Regions from separate parts of the Zea mays genome. Here all the other regions are linked to region 1. Evidence: chromatin contacts called from public Hi-C data. All regions are on one chromosome and are shown on one strand. Each heading gives the region's core, a stretch centred on a gene start, on an enhancer-like site or on the middle of the called end of the contact. The rest is flanking DNA. Distances are from core to core; before and after follow the strand shown.

Evidence for each region. A called contact is a pair of places that touch in the nucleus more often than the background predicts.
Region 2: a contact with region 1 is called in a Hi-C map of tassel, with 5 times the contacts expected there. The contact joins the promoter of LOC100383211 here to the promoter of LOC100273983 in region 1. A contact is called at or near these places in 12 of 25 Hi-C or Micro-C datasets (bundle sheath, ear, leaf and 3 more) and 2 of 3 datasets of contacts at active chromatin or transcription factors (leaf and seedling).
Region 3: a contact with region 1 is called in a Hi-C map of tassel, with 4 times the contacts expected there. The contact joins the enhancer-like site here to the promoter of LOC100273983 in region 1. A contact is called at or near these places in 3 of 25 Hi-C or Micro-C datasets (bundle sheath, endosperm and tassel).

Annotation. Positions count from the first base shown.
Region 1 is chr2:6,038,933-6,041,632 of Zm-B73-REFERENCE-NAM-5.0, reverse strand. LOC100273983 reads right to left here and starts at 1,381. Exons shown (of 8, transcript NM_001148369.1): 1 at 1,020-1,381; 2 at 1-131. The coding sequence starts at 1,106.
Region 2 is chr2:5,775,841-5,778,540 of Zm-B73-REFERENCE-NAM-5.0, reverse strand. It overlaps LOC100383211 (putative RING zinc finger domain superfamily protein), which reads left to right and starts at 1,256. Exons shown (of 7, transcript NM_001175873.1): 1 at 1,256-1,445; 2 at 2,479-2,700. The coding sequence starts at 2,568.
Region 3 is chr2:5,757,980-5,760,679 of Zm-B73-REFERENCE-NAM-5.0, reverse strand. No RefSeq gene overlaps it. Among protein-coding and RNA genes, the nearest start is that of LOC111591036, 6.8 kb to the left of the region's middle. Within about 2 kb of position 1,384, at least 19 of the 20 cell types and tissues checked have an H3K27ac peak or open chromatin away from gene starts, as enhancers often do. A contact at or near this core is called in bundle sheath, endosperm and tassel, where this site is marked.

The sequences.
Region 1 (2,700 bases), core at 132-2,631:
GTGTTTCTAGAATGCCTTCTCAACGAATTGTATATAAAATCTTTTAGAAATGACAAAGGGAGGTATATGACCATAAGGGAGGCCCCCAAGTAAGTAACTGCAAATGGATGTCTGTACTTTGTGAATATCCCCTGCACAAAATTTTTTTTTACAAAATGAACATTCAATATATTTCGCAAGGTGGACTTTACAATTTCCAAAGATAAAAGAACCAAGAACTAGAAGTGGAGGTGTTTTGCAGTCGAGAGGTGACAAAATTCTACTACCAGTGCCCTCTAATTCCCGTCGGTATCTCCTTTAATCATGTATTTTAGGTGATCAAGCATATCACAAGTAGGGGTGGTAATGGGATCTAGATTTTACACTAAAATTTAAGGATCGAATTGGATTAGGATCAAACTCTGTTCCTATTCATTTTAAACTGAAATTAATTAAGGGTCCTAACTTATTGTGAAGAAACATTTGGATCGTAATCCATTACCACTCCTAATCACAACCACCCTGGACCCGGCAAGGAGCCACAGATGAACTGTCACAACCAGAACCACCACATGATTATACTTTGACAGAGTTTACATGAACAAGCTAAGCACTGAGGACTGACGACAGGCAGGTACAGGTAGTTAGACCATTAACAGCAGATTTGACGGATATCCATATGAGCATACATGTAGTTTTTGGCTCATTAACTCCAGAATTATACAGTAGAAGGCATAAGAATTGACTTTTCTTTGTTTCTTTATGGTATAAATAAAGTCCAGGTCCAGTGGTGAAGCCTCGGCTGGATTCAGAATGATGCCAGATGTTCTTTTCAAGACAGAATGGTGCCAGATGCATAACATTCCCCTGAGAAATTTTCTATTGCAGACAACCCTGCGCGTAACGTTTTAAAAACCGAGATGCTGAACAAGCCAAAACCAATCCGATAAGCCAGCATGCATCCCAAGCCAAGAACCTCCGACGAAATAAACAAGGAGACCGCGGAGCACGCGTAAAAGATTACAGAATCCACAGCGCACCTGCGTGACCTCGGCAGAGATGACCCAGATCAGCACGACGGCGACGATGAGGCACAGGCCAGATCGGTACTTGAGGCTGGAGCCCATGTCCGCAGGCAGGCAGGCAGCCCTCACGTTCGTTCCTCCCTTGCTTGTACCACTGAAAACTACGGCGAGAAGGGCGGCCGGGTGAACAATTTAAAACCGCGCTCGGCCTCACCTCACCACCTCGCCTGGCCCCCGGGCGGCGGGCACACGCGTGCGGTGCGCGAGCCCCGTCGCCTCGGCATCCGCCTCGCTTCCCGCCTCACAGAAAGAGCGGGGAGGGGCGGAGGAGGAGGAGCGGCGGTTTTGTCCCGGCGGGAGGGAGGGAGGCGTGGGCGGGGTGGGGTGGGGGCGGTCGGGCGGGGGTAAAGCCGGGGGTCACCTACACACGGAAGTTTCTATTTTGGTGGTGGTCGCCCCGAGGCGGGCGCGACCGGAGAGGCGGAGCGGGGGCCGGGGACGACGCGCTGGCGCTGGCCTGGCCGTGCCTGGGTGGTGGTGGAATGGATTCAGCGTCAAGCAACGGGAAAACGAAGCGAGGCGTGGTGCGCTGGCGCGGCCGCGCGCGTGGAAGGCGAGCTTGCTATGGGCGCGGGCGGGGGTGGTGGCGGAGGCGGACGGCGAGTTTGGGTGGGAAGCAGGTGCGCGCGATCGGTGCGGGGGTATTTGGCTCGGACGGGTGCTGGTGCTGGTGCTGGTCGCTGTCGCTCTCGGTCACATCGTATACTCCTGCCGTGCGGGGACGACGGGGCCCGGCGCGATGGGATTGGATTGGGTGGAAACCGACCGCTTCGCTGGCGTCTGCCGTTCCGTGCCGTGCCGTGCCGGAGTGGAAGGCTCGGTGGGTCGGAATAGTCGGTGCAGATGGACAGATGGTGAATGGCTCGTGCGGGAGGTTTCTGTGTTTTTCGGCGACAAAACGACCGTGTCGTGGGACGTCCGCGTACCCCGGTCACGGCGTTGAGGCTTTAGAGCGTGGCAATGCTAGCTGGCCTACGTGTAGTGTAGTGTAGGCAAGGTCAACCGACAATTAATAATAACTAACCGCGTTACAGTCGATCGGTGTGGTCGTTTCCACGGTACGCTGCAGGACCGCGACCGTTGAAACTATTAACTGATTTTAGTTAGGTTAAACTAGCTTATGACCAAATGTGTAGTCGAGTTTGTAGCTAATACAGTTAGCTGGACTATTAAATATGGGTGTTTTAATGACTCCAGCTAAAAATAACTAACGGGTAAACTATTAGATAAGTTGTTTAGATGTCTCTAGCTAACTGTAGCAGCTAAGTATTAGCTCTCTGGTGCATTAAAAGTTTAAAACAGCTAAATTAAATAGGAGTAGAGTAACAGAGACAAGAGCTATCCACTCGTGAATGATGCTTTTCGTTCGCTGCTAGAAACAGGAACAGAGTTAGAGTTAGGAGGACAAACGTTTAAGGACAACTTGCGCGCGTGTGTATAGATGAAAACACACACACACACACAAATGGATGGCCCTACCATTGCTTTCCAGACAAACCCGGCGCACGCACCAGCAAGGAAGTGGCGCATGTCGCAGGCAGATGGTAATAAAGTGTGCCGTTGTTGATCGTTGTTCTGATGGACCATGACGCGTCCCCAGCACAGAACTGGAGTGTTTCCTAACTGCTTTTTACTG
Region 2 (2,700 bases), core at 7-2,506, 260 kb after region 1:
TGCCTACGGATTAGGACGTCTTCGGCCAGAGGGATTCCAGTGCGAGTTCCACGGAAGTTTTTTTTTTACAGAAACCATGCGGCCAGGACCAGTGGCGTGTGTGTGAGACGCTCCCGCATCGCCGGTGGAACACGAAACAAAACTGAAACGCAGCGTGGATGGGATGGAGATGACGGTACGTGGTGGATCCAGATGATTTCCGTGCATGTATCAAGGACTGTTTTCTTTCTCACGAGCTGTCAATGCCCCCTTTTTTTTTCCTTGGCCTGTTTTGCTTGAACAAGGCGAGATATTCAATGAGAATAAGCGCCTGACAGCCAACCATGCTAGCTGGTCCATGGCCATGGGACCAAATGAGACGCCAAACCCACGCAGCACAGGCCGCACAGCTTGATTAGTTGCCGGGAAATGACCTTTAGCAGTTTAGCAGGTGAAAAACAGAATCACCAGAGGAGGCTCCAACACAGCTCACAAGTTGATGCATAATAATAAATGGTAGGGGTAGTAGCTTGATCTGAAACAATTAACTCGCTTTCATGGTTTTCTCATGAGCTGACAAATGCGCAGCAACTGCACACACACAATCCAACTAACATGTCTCATGACACTTGGATCGCACCTAGAGATATTCAATGAAAAAGGATCGCAAGAAGAAGAAGAAAAAGATACTATTCAATGCAGTGCAAGGGATGAGCTAGAGAGCGTCACTCCATGACCGTAGCCATCCATCCATCCTGATGCTGTGCTGTGCTGTGCATGCAAAGGAAAGAGAGAAAGACTGAAAGAGAGACTGAGAGGAGAGGCGCTTTGCTGTCGTAGTGTTGCTGCCGCAACGCCACAAAAAGGGTCAGGGGCAGGGAGGTCATGTGAAAGACAACACGACGCAGGCCTCCTCCTCTCTAATCTTTGGCCCTTCTTTAAGGGGGGCTACTCCTGCTAATTCCAATGGGGCGCATTTAGTGGGGGGAGGAAAAGGGATCCTTGCGAAGACCCAGACGCCAGAGGGGAGTGAGGGAGAGGGGAGGGAGAAATAAATAAACCCGAATTCAGCCAAACTTCTCTCTCCCACCGCGCTTGCATCCTCTCATCGCCACCCCACCCTCCTCCTCCCTGTCTTTCTCCCCCCCTCTCTCTCCCCCTCTTGACAAATTTTCCTCCACCCATTCCCTTCCTCCCCTCTTCTTCTTCTCCACCCACTCCACCGATCCCCCTCTTTCTCTCTGAATTCTCTCTCGTCGTGCCCACCCTTCCATCTGTCTGCTGCCTCTCTCTCTCGCAATCAGTCACTCGGCTCTTGTTTCTTCCGTCTGCTGGGTTGATTCTTTCTCTTCCTCTCCGTGGAGAAACAGGAGGAGAGAGGAAAGAAGAGAAATCGGAACCAGCCTGTTCTTTTTGCCTGGATTGCGGTTCTTGCGAGTTGTTCAGAAACTCTGGGCCAGTTTCTGGTACGGTTTGTTCCACCTCTCTATCAAACTGCTCCTTTTTTTATTTTCCGTCTTATCTCTTGATTTTGCATGGGGAAACAATCCCTTTCTCTTGTTCCAGTCCATGATTCCGTCGCAAATATGTGTTTTTTTCTCTCGCTGTTTCCTTCATGTTTCAATCCACAGTAGTTGTCCATGGAGCGGCCTGGATATGGCTCTCGTTGAACTATCAACAATTCTTGTTTTTTTCAGAAGCAAAATTCTCAACTTCCATGTTCAAACAAAAAAAACTCTTTTTTTCTTTGCTCGCGATACATGGATAGATGGATGTATTGGGCGTTCTTGGTTCAGTTAAAAATCTCTAGCTGCTCCCGTATTCCAGACTTTTCCAGTTTCGTGATCGCAGAGGGAATCGATGCTCCTCTTTGAAACAGTGGATCGCTACCTCCGTCTTTTTCCTTTTTATTTTTGTTTCTTTTACAGCGTCCTTTTGCAAACCGATAGGGAAGGGAAAAAATAAATGCAAAAGAAAAAGGCTGTATATTTTGAGCGAGCGTCCACAGAATCAATGGGCCCCATCCTGCATGCGGTCCATCTGTTTAGGTCGCATGCATTGTACATTCACCGTGCTTTGCTTTCACCCATTAAAATGCATGCATCACCACAGCTTTTTGCTCGCAACAGCAACCCAAACCATCAAGTTTGGTGCACGCGTACGCCACACCAAATGCGGCTCATGCCAAGATTGCTACAGCCAGATTAGTTGCCAATACCCTGATTAGTTGATGTCTAGTACAGTAATGTGTGAGACCAAAACAGGCGCAGCTACTTCCATAGAGTAACAACCGGGAGTAGAATTACAATATTTTGGAGTGCAGACAACAGTTTCTTGTATCTACAGTTGGCATATTTTGGTGGCAACTGTTGAAGGAATAGCCTAGATAAATCGTAGCCTTCTGTATCCCGTTCATTTCAGTCAGTTTTCTTGTGTTCCAATAAAGTTGGAGCACAATTCGGGGGCCTAAATGTTTGATGTGTTACTTACAACTGACAGGTCCTTTAAACTACTGGAAAGAGGAACCATCAGAGATGCCAAGGCAGCCAACAAATTGATATCTAATTGCCCTACTTTGGATCATCATAATGCAAGGACAGAGGAATTCTATGGAGCATTTTGCTGATGTCTTTGGATTCGACGTTGCATCGAGTTCAGGCAACCCTGTGATGGATCAGCAGTCATATTGGAATAATGTTCTTGGATCAGTAGAATCACATA
Region 3 (2,700 bases), core at 135-2,634, 280 kb after region 1:
CCATTGACTATTTTGCTAAAATTGTCTTGATCTTTCTTGTCCATGTATACTTAGGGGTAGTAATGGACCACGATCCAAATATTTTTTTCACAGTTTGTTAGAGCGCTAAATAAATTCTAGTTTCAAAAATACATAGAATTAGAGCCTGAACTCAATTCGATCCGATCCGTAAATGTTATGGTGTAAAAGTTAGAGAATCCATTGTCACATCTATGTATAATACATGCTCTTACACTATAAATCAGTGATTTGCTACAGTTTCTTAGTTACTGTCGACAAAGTTGGACACGAATCGTGTGGACGGCAACACTACGGAGGGAGTAACTGTTGGCACAGAAAGAAATTAAGCATCGCATAGTGGCACTGGCATGTGTGGGCACGTCAACGATATTGAATTTACCAGCGTCAACAGTACCGCCGTCGTGCAGGACAAGAGAACGTCGTCACTGTATCCCCTGCGCCAAGGACCAGACGAAAGAGATAATGATTGAATAGTACTACGTGCCGGGTACTTGCGGTGGAGATTACGAGTGGACAGGAGGAGAAACCCATCATCATCGCTCTGAAGAAATCCAGTAGGGGTACGGCGTCGATCAGCGACCGTGTAGTGTAGTAGACTCCCGTAGTGGACGCCGCACTTGACTGATTTTACACGATCAGCAGCAGCAGCAGTAGTGTCACTAAAAATTTAAAAACTAGGGCTGCACACGTCCTGACGTCGCGCCCTGCCCGAGTCGGTAGCCAGTTCTCCTACTCCCCCCGTTTCTTTTTATTTGTCGCTGAATAGTGTAAAATTGCACTATTCAGCGACAAATAAAAAGAAACGGAGGGATTATCTATCATCGCACGCGTTGGCTGGAGGAGGAGAGCAAGAGGTACCAATACCAACAAACAGGGCGCGGGCACCTGCCTCTGCCTGCCCAGGCGCCCGTACGTTTGGTGCGCGTACTAATTTGTCCAACCCCCAACCAACCGCCGCCGGCTTCGGTCTTCGGATAGGGGCGAGAGTGCGCGCACCGCCGACATGTCCATGTGGCGTCGGGGGGTGATGCGCGTCGACGTGGACGTGGCCCCCTCGTCCACGGAACCTCACCCCATCCATCCTCCTCGGCCGGCCGAATAATCCGGACACGGGACGTCAAATTGCTTGCCAGCGACGGCATCGGCCGCCCATTATCTAACCCCCACCCCCCCAATCATTCACGTTAATGACGTCCGCGGCGGGCTAACCGCGTCCACATCCTGTCCACGTCCCCCGTTACACTTGCACGGTTGCACCCTGCCGCGACGGCACGGCGGGGCGCTGACGCGTGGACCACGGCGCGGCGTAGGGGCCAGGTGTCTGCGTGGTCGCTTTTATAGCTCGGTCGGTGCAGGCAAATGCTAGGGGGCGGGGCGGGGGCAGTGCAGGTCGGTGCGGCGGCTAGGGCTACAGACGAGAAGAGGGCCGCCGGCATAGGGTGGGTGGGTGGGTGGGTGTGGAGGAATCCCGTCCACGATCCGATCCGCGGCGTAGGTGAGGTGAGGTGGGGTGCGGACGGGCGGTCCAGTCGTCGGCTCGTCGCCTCCTCACGGGAACAGGACGGGACGGGACGGGACCCAGCGGAGCTGGAGCAGGTGTTGGGTGCCGCGGCCGTGTGCAGGTAGGTGTGTGCCCCAACCGATTTCAAAGACTTGGGTGGGTGGGTGGGTGGGTGGGAGGGAGTTCTGTTATGAAAATCGCGCGGTGGACGCAACGACTCGCGCAGTACAACATCAATGATGTCGGTGGCGTCCGCATTCACACGCCCCGCGTTCTCGGCTGGCGTCACGCACTCTCTGGGCCTGGGTCCGCGCGGGAGCCGTACGCACACCACCAGCTTGCTGCCTGTAGACCAACCGAGCTCCAGACCAGTACGAGACGCCGTACTGGAACACAGCGCATGCGGCTATCTAGATCCAGTATTTACTCGTGGTACCAGGTTATGACCTGGTCCCTGCCTCCCTGGTGAACTGCATCCATCTGTTTGTAAGCATCTGACCCCGAGTGCGCGCTGCACGCGGCTCTGCCTCGCCCGTGTTGAATTCAAATGAATGCGGCGGTCGGAGGCGCCGCGGGGCCCTGGCAGTGAGTGGCAGGCGCGCCATGCCCATGCAACAACGCCGGTCGGTGCGGCCATGAATATATATACGTGTGGTGGCGTCGAGCTGTACATTCTAATTGTACGTACCACCTGCCCTGACGGATGGCCGGCAGGCAGCAGCAAAGGTGGTCGAGCAGACACGGCGAGAGCGACGGCCGACGGGGCCGGAGTACGTACGGTGCTCCGTCCAAATATATACAAGCCAGATCGAGAACGGCAATCATGCGTCTATCTGGATGATCTAGGCATTGGCTTGGCTGTTTTATCGTCTGTACGTTACGTGTGCAGTATGAGGATGGAGAGGTGTGATGGAGACGAAGACAGCAGCGCAGGGCCGCGACAGCGACGACGGCCCGGGCCGCGCAGTGGGGGTGGGGAGGTGGTGGAGCCGGGTTGCTATCTTATCTGTCCGCGACGGCCCCCAATAAACAAAGCCAGCCAGCCAGCAGCCGGGGTGCTGGTGGATGGAGTAACCAGGAATACAACGAGGCGTTCCGTTCGTCGCTCACTTGCTGTATTATTAAAAGAAAAATCAAAACAAAACCATGGAACGGAATCATCATCATCATTCATTGGC